2 separate regions of the Mus musculus genome follow, and region 1 is linked to region 2. The links are chromatin contacts, called in public HiChIP or PLAC-seq maps. All regions are on one chromosome and are shown on one strand. The core of a region is the stretch at or near the end of the contact, and the rest is flanking DNA. Distances in the headings are between cores, read along the strand shown.

What was found. HiChIP or PLAC-seq counts read pairs in DNA pulled down with a chosen protein or histone mark.
Region 1: a contact with region 2 is called in an H3K27ac HiChIP or PLAC-seq map of SST interneurons, with 4 times the contacts expected there. The contact joins two enhancer-like sites. A contact is called at or near these places in 1 of 15 datasets of contacts at CTCF or cohesin (the NIH/3T3 cell line), 5 of 484 Hi-C or Micro-C datasets (bone marrow-derived macrophages, cortical neurons, embryonic fibroblasts and 2 more), 4 of 115 datasets of contacts at active chromatin or transcription factors (SST interneurons, embryonic basal ganglia, embryonic stem cells and 1 more) and 1 of 9 other capture datasets (embryonic stem cells).

The regions. Positions count from the first base shown.
Region 1 is chr4:120,147,284-120,150,663 of GRCm38.p6, reverse strand. No RefSeq gene overlaps it. Among named protein-coding and RNA genes, the nearest start is that of Edn2, 12 kb to the left of the region's middle. Within about 2 kb of position 1,928, at least 182 of the 459 cell types and tissues checked have an H3K27ac peak or open chromatin away from gene starts, as enhancers often do. A contact at or near this core is called in SST interneurons, cortical neurons and embryonic basal ganglia, where this site is marked.
Region 2 is chr4:119,669,150-119,672,366 of GRCm38.p6, reverse strand. No RefSeq gene overlaps it. Among named protein-coding and RNA genes, the nearest start is that of Guca2b, 12 kb to the right of the region's middle. Within about 2 kb of position 1,631, at least 48 of the 459 cell types and tissues checked have an H3K27ac peak or open chromatin away from gene starts, as enhancers often do. A contact at or near this core is called in SST interneurons, cortical neurons and embryonic basal ganglia, where this site is marked.

The sequences.
Region 1 (3,380 bases), core at 679-3,178, 480 kb before region 2:
CCTCGGGCACAAGGGAGGTCCAGAGCAATGACTTGGTGATAATGACAACTGTGTGGGCAGCTGTGCCCACGTGCTAAGCACTCTCCTTGTCTTCATTCATTTGATCTTCTAAATAGCCTCAGGAAGTGGACAGGGTGTGTCCTGGGAATGAGGTTCATAGAGGCCGTCAGCTGCTAGGGTCAACACAGCCAGACACAGCAGGGAAGGGTCTCTGGCTCTGAGGTTGAGGTCCTGTCTGCAGTGCAGTAAACAAACAGAGCCCACTCTGCTCGACCTGTGGTCTCTGGGACTTGGGGAAAGAGACCCCCGGGGACATCAGTACTTTCCTGTGACCAGGGGCTGGGTAGTGTGTCTGTGTTGGCCAAAAGAAAGTGCATCAGGAGCCAGAGGCTCAGAGGGCCTGTCAGTGCTTCCATCTGAGGATTCTTGGCACTTTCCTTTATTTAGGAGAGACAGTTGAACAGGGCCACAAAGTCTGAGCAGAGGGCACATGGAGCATCCTGGGAGAGGGGTGCATCACTCATGGCATTTAGTGGAGAGAAAGCAGGCTACCAGGGTCTTGAACATCAAGTCCAGAACTTAGCTTTCGTGCAATCAAGTTGGAGCAAAAGACCGTAGGAGGGAGGGCAGGGGACTGTGTCTATGGCTAGGGGGAAGGCAGGCCAGGGGGGTTCCAATCCAGTCCAGCTCTGAGGAGGTGAGATACTTCCTTCTAAGTGGATGACCACAGAGCCTGAGAAGAGTAGCCCAGGCTACCTCCTATGATGGTCTCAGGGCATGGGAATTATCTATCTATCTATCTTGAGTTTGGGTATATGTGTGTGGAAGTCAGGGTAAAATTTTCTGTGGTCAGCTCTCTTCTTGATCCTTGTTGAAGCAACGTCTGCTTGCTCCTCCTGTTTTGTGGACTCAGACCAGTTGGCCCTCAAGCTTCCTGTCAATCTCCCAGTTTTTGTTTTTGTTTTTGTTTTTGTTTCCCCCTCCGATCTCTGTGCAGTAGTGAAGGGATTATAATCTCATGCCACCACATCTACCTTTTCAACTGGGTTCTGGTCCCTCTCTATCTTTTGAACGATAGGCTGGCTCCAAACTCCAAATCCCATGGCCTCACTTTCCAGGTCTTACTGTCCCGACTGCCCTAAGCCCCATCCTCCTGCCCTCTGCCTGAAAAGAGAAGCGAGCTTAACTCAGTTTCTCTCTGTGGCTCAGCATAAGACCACATAACCCAGGAGACCAAGGTTTGTTCCTTCCTCCAGTACTGTGCTTGCAACTTCTCCCACAGCCTCTGGAGGGCGCCCTGAGGCTGACAGCTATGAGCCAGGGACCAGAACAGGTGGAATAGCCTTGGCCTTCTCCAACCTGCCTCAACCCCTATAGGAGAGAGGGAGCCCGCTTCATGCTCCAGGGGACATATGCTAAGCTTGAAACCTTACAACCAGGGCTCCAATCTCAGCCTTAGTTTCCTCTGACTGTATTATCTTAGGGAGAAAAGCCAGGTCCTTGCAACCTTGTTCAGGGGCTTATCTCCATTGTTCACATGGAGAAACCGAGGCTGCATAAGAAGCAGGGCCTCCCGCAGAGGCTCACCTACTGCCACCCTCGCATCCCAAGCCACAGGGCCCACACTGGCATTTCCCTCCGATGTGCGCGTTGGGAAACCTCGTGCTGGGGGCGCGAGCGGTCCAGCGAGCATGGCTTTGCGAGTAGGTGGCAGCTGTGGTGCTCGGCCCGCCCTTGCCTTGCCACCAATTTTGGGCAAAGCCGCGCGGCGGCGCGCTACGTGACGGCCGTGAGTCAGCTCGCAGGAATGCGGAGGACGCTTTGTTCCCGGCTTGCCAGCGGACGAACGTGCCGGGGCCGGGGCGCGGTGGGCCTGACATCACCGGGAGGCTGCACCGCAGCCACGTGCACCCGGATCAGGGCCGCCGCCAGGAGCTGGAGCCTGTGAGGGCCCCTCAGGCCCAGCCCCCCGGGAGGCCTTGTGGTACCTAGTCCCTAAATGGTGCAGACAACGCAAGTCCTTGTATGAATCACCTAGAAGCCGCTTCCCCCTGACCTCCATCCCTGCCTAATGGGATAGTCAGATGGACTGAATCCTTCAGTGGCTCATGGAGGTGATCTGGGACCTATGGAACACACATGGAGGCTGATGTAGGAGGAGGTAGCAGGGATGAGGCCTTCCCTAGCCCTGCCCCCAGCGTGGCTGGTGTTTTCCTTCCCTGGGCCTGGGCATGTCTTGCAGGCAAAAGGTGTGACCTGGCTATTTTGCCCTGCCTCAGTTCCTGTATTAGGTAAGGGGTGCAGGGCCTTGAGAAGTTTGCAAATTACTGATGGCCACACAGAAGGTCTTTTGTGTACTAGGTCGTGACTGGGTCTTTCTAAACGAAGTGTCATCTGATGACAGATCAACTCTGAGTGGTAGACACTGCAGTCTATGGATATCAAGGCTCAGATCAGAGATGAAGCCTAGACCACACACGTTCTGGTACAGCAGTTAGCAACCCAGGGCAATCTGGGCTCCTTCTTTCAGTTGGATATGGATCCTTCTTTGGGCTGGAATGACCCAGGGACCCTCCAAGCTGATGCATACTGCTCACGTTTTCATCTCTGGCACCTGGAGTGGGAGTTCTGAGGCTCCAGTGGATGGGGGCAAGGTGTTCGGAGATGGAGCAGCGATGTCTGGGCCAGGGTCCCTGCAGCCCTGAGTACATCATCACTTGCCTTTATATTTTACAAGAGTTTTTGCCTTACCCATCCCTGAATCCTTGAGGGCAGAACCAGATGGTCTAGCGTGTGGGTTGCAAGCATTGCAGGGGACAGGTCGAGTGGCGGTGGGCTGCAGGGAAGGCTTTCTGGACGGCATATTTCTCCAATATGCTCCTGCTTCTCTCACCCCCGTCCATGCTTCCTGACACCACGACAAACTTCCCTAAAGCTGGCTGGAGCCCCAGGGCCTCAGTTGGCCTGGGGGCTTTTGCAGGAGGTCATCTTTGAAGGTGCTACATCAGGAACTCTGTAGTTGAGCTGGTCTTCATGGGGACCGCACCACCTAGGAACCCCAAAGCTCCACTTGGGGCTGTTCCAACATCCTGGAATGAATTCTGAAACTCTTTGGTTTCTGTTTCTCTCAGACTAAGTTCTGTAGGAGGAAACGGAGGTAACCTTGTTCACTTTAGTGCTTAGCTTATTTCGGGGTATGTGGTGTGTGTGTGTGTGTGTGTGTGTGTGTGTGTGTGTGTGTGTGTGTGTGTGTGTGTATGTGTATTCAGTATTATCTCATTAGCCCAGGCTGGTCTCAGATTTACAAACCCAGGTTGTTCTTTTTTTTTTTTTTAATGCATCAAGTTAATTAATTAATTTGTAGACATGGTAACATATAC
Region 2 (3,217 bases), core at 382-2,881:
TCTTCAACAGTCAAGCCCCTCTCTCGTCACAGGCTCTTCAGTTTTCACAGCTTTCTGGGAAATAATTTCTATACAAGCCCCAAAGTTAGCCAGAGATAGACTGTAGTGAGGCTTTGCCACCGTCTCAGTGCTGAGCGTATCAAACTGTCTCACACATCCTCAGTCCCTATGGGATCCTTCCCTCTCTCCCCACCCCAGGCAACCACCATCTGCTTTGCATCAGGGAGGATCAGCTTGCTCTTCATCTAGGCTATTAGGGAGCTGGGCAAACCTGCACTTCTAGCATTCAGTACAAATATTTTGAGACTCACCCATGAAGCACCCATGTTCTTTTTCATTGTCTAGAAGTATTCCACCGTGTGACTATACACAAACTTGTTTATCCATTCATTTAAGGAAACAGATAAAGCCACAAAGAGGACTTAGGCTCAGCCTTTGTGCAGACTTGGCTTTGCCTTCCTCTTGGATAGATGCTAGGAGTACCCAGGAGACAGTAAGGACAGGGATGGAGAGATGCCTCAGTGGGTAGGAGCACTAAGTGCTCTTCCAGAGGACCATGGTTCACTTCCCAGCACCCACACAGCAGCTCATACTGTCTGTAACTCCAAGATCTGACACCCTCGTGCAGATATACATGCGGGCAAGACACTGGAACACATAAAATAAAATATTTTAAAAAGAAAGAAAATATACATTTAATGTTCTAGCTAAGAATTGATAAGCTGCTCTTTGGGAGACCAAACGTCTGTGCTGTTCCGGGAGCATGTGTGAGTTCTAGTTGCTCATACCCATGTCAACACTACCCAGCTCTGTCCAGTTGTGCTGTTCTGTGGGTGCGTTGCACCCCGAAGCGAGGTTTGTGCTTGTGACCGTCTCATAGCCAGAACCATCTTGGAGGAGGAGAACTAAACAGCCTCTGAGAACTGGGGCAGCAACACTCCTGGAAAGAAGGACATTTCAGTAGGGAGCCAGCGGTGCTGTGCGGAGGAGGGCTCCAGATAAGGGTCAAGCATAAGGCAGTGATGTCATATGCTTCAGAGAGAAGCTGAAGACAGGAGAGAAGCCTGGTGCCACTCACATGCAGAGAAAAAAAAAACCTGGATGGTGTGCTCACGCCAGCCTTTTCTGAGCCCCTCACCCTAATGCAGTAAGGGTGCCATTGAGACATCGGGTTGTAACTGCGGTAAGCTACAGTTCTATGACAAGTCCACCCCAGAACACAGAACATTTAAACTTCATGGTAGTGCTTCACCTGTCAACCGCTCAGCAACATCCCTTCACTCCCAGTTTGCAAAGGGCTAAGCTGGTCGCCTGGTGCCTGAGGCACACAACCTACAAACTCAAGCCCAGTGGCAGACAACAAGCATCTGAGTGGGCGCAGGCGCCCTCTGGGCAAGCTTGCAGGCCTGGCACACTCTGGGCCTGCAGGCTGCACAGCTGGGGTCCTGTGGCTGCATCCATGTGTCTTCCCTGCTCTGGTGAACTGTCAGGAATGTCTGAGTAAAGGTGGCAGAGGTGGCAAGATATCTCAAGAGAGATGCTTGGAAGAGCCACGCGCCATAGCAGTGTGAGATCAGCTCCATATCTGGGGCCACTAACCAGTCCTTTACAGAGGGAGCTCCAAGATGTTGTGCAGTAGACACGGCTGTGGAACAAAGAAAAGAGGATCCTCTAATACATCCGCTGGCACTGGCACTGGCACTACCCAAATATGCAGATTTGGCAACCTCAAACTGAAAATCAAATATTAACCCCTTTCTTCCCTCCCTCAAGTTGCCTTTGTCCGCTATTTTGCCACTGTGATAAAAAATAATAATAATAAAAATAAAAGTAGCGAAGTCTCCTTCCTGACCACAGACTCCGCTCCTCCAAGCTGGGTGTTGATGCTGACAGACTTGGCAGTCAAGCCACCCCACTCTCCCTAGGCGGAGCCTGGGAGGGGGATTCCCAGCAGGTTCTGCCCGCCCCCCCTCTCTGCTGACACCCCAGGAGCCCGCTCCTCGGGGAAGCAGCAAATCTGCCTGCCTGTCAAGCCTCTCTCCAGAAAGCTACAGCATGAGGTGAATGCCAATGGTCCCCACCAGGGAAAGGGGTGGAAACGACAGAGAATTCTGCTTACAGTTCAGATTCAATATTTGGGAGGAATAATCCTGAAATAAGAGCTTGCCTGATTTCTCTCCCAGGCCCATGAATGCTTCATTAGCTGCTACTTGACACTGATGGCTTAGTCTGATTGGCTTTATTGTGGAGTTGGACTCTAAGAAGTCCCCAAGACAGAGCAATCAAGTTTCACAATGGTCACAACTGCAGATTTGACAGCATGCACCGCAGCTGTGCAGGGGAATTTGTGTTGCGGCCCCTCCTCCTGTGCTCAGTCTTGCTTGGCAACCCAGGCCCCTGACTCAGCAGCTAGTGGGTTTCCTCAACCATTCCGACCGGGTACTGCTGCACAAAGAACTTCAGACTCCAGGCAGCAAAGATACTATGGGTTGTGGGCATGGGTAGGGTCTCCTGGATGCTGGGCTCTCTGAGAAACAAGGAAGTAAACCTGAACCCCACAGATGATGGAGTCTCACTGTGGGTGGGGAATCCCACTAGAAATGGATATGATAAACACGGTGGGGTGGGTGACACTCCACTTCCATGGTAGGGCCGACATTGCTAGAATTCCCAAGGGGCACCTGGAAATGGCCCTACAGTCTGGGCTGGCTTTAAGACTAAACCCCAAAACAACCCCAGGCCTGAGACAGCAGCTGTGGCTGGAGGGGAAGCGATAGCTTCTTTCCCCTTCATTGGGTCCCCCCACTTCCTGAGCACCCCCACTCAGCATGCCTCAGCACCTGTGTAAGTCACCTCTGCCTCTGCCACGTCTTGTCCTCATCTGACCCCCTCCACCACAGGCCTTCTGCAAGCATGTCTGAGCCCTGGTGCCCAATGTAAGTTCAGAGCCTGATACATGTTTGCTGGCTGAACACAAAATGGAGCCTGGCGGTATCATATGCGGGTGGCAGGAGAGTCACATGAACCAACATCTGTGTCACACCTCTTTGAGGGTGCAAGAATCCAGGTCCTTTTGCGGGGCATATTCATGCACTAGAAGGATCTCCTCCTTCCCTCATTATTGTGTGAGCCCCTAGAAGGGACATCTGGAGGGTAAGAAGATGCAGGAACGGCTGTCAAAGATCTCAAAGCCCAGCCGGGAGAACAGGGTCCGTGC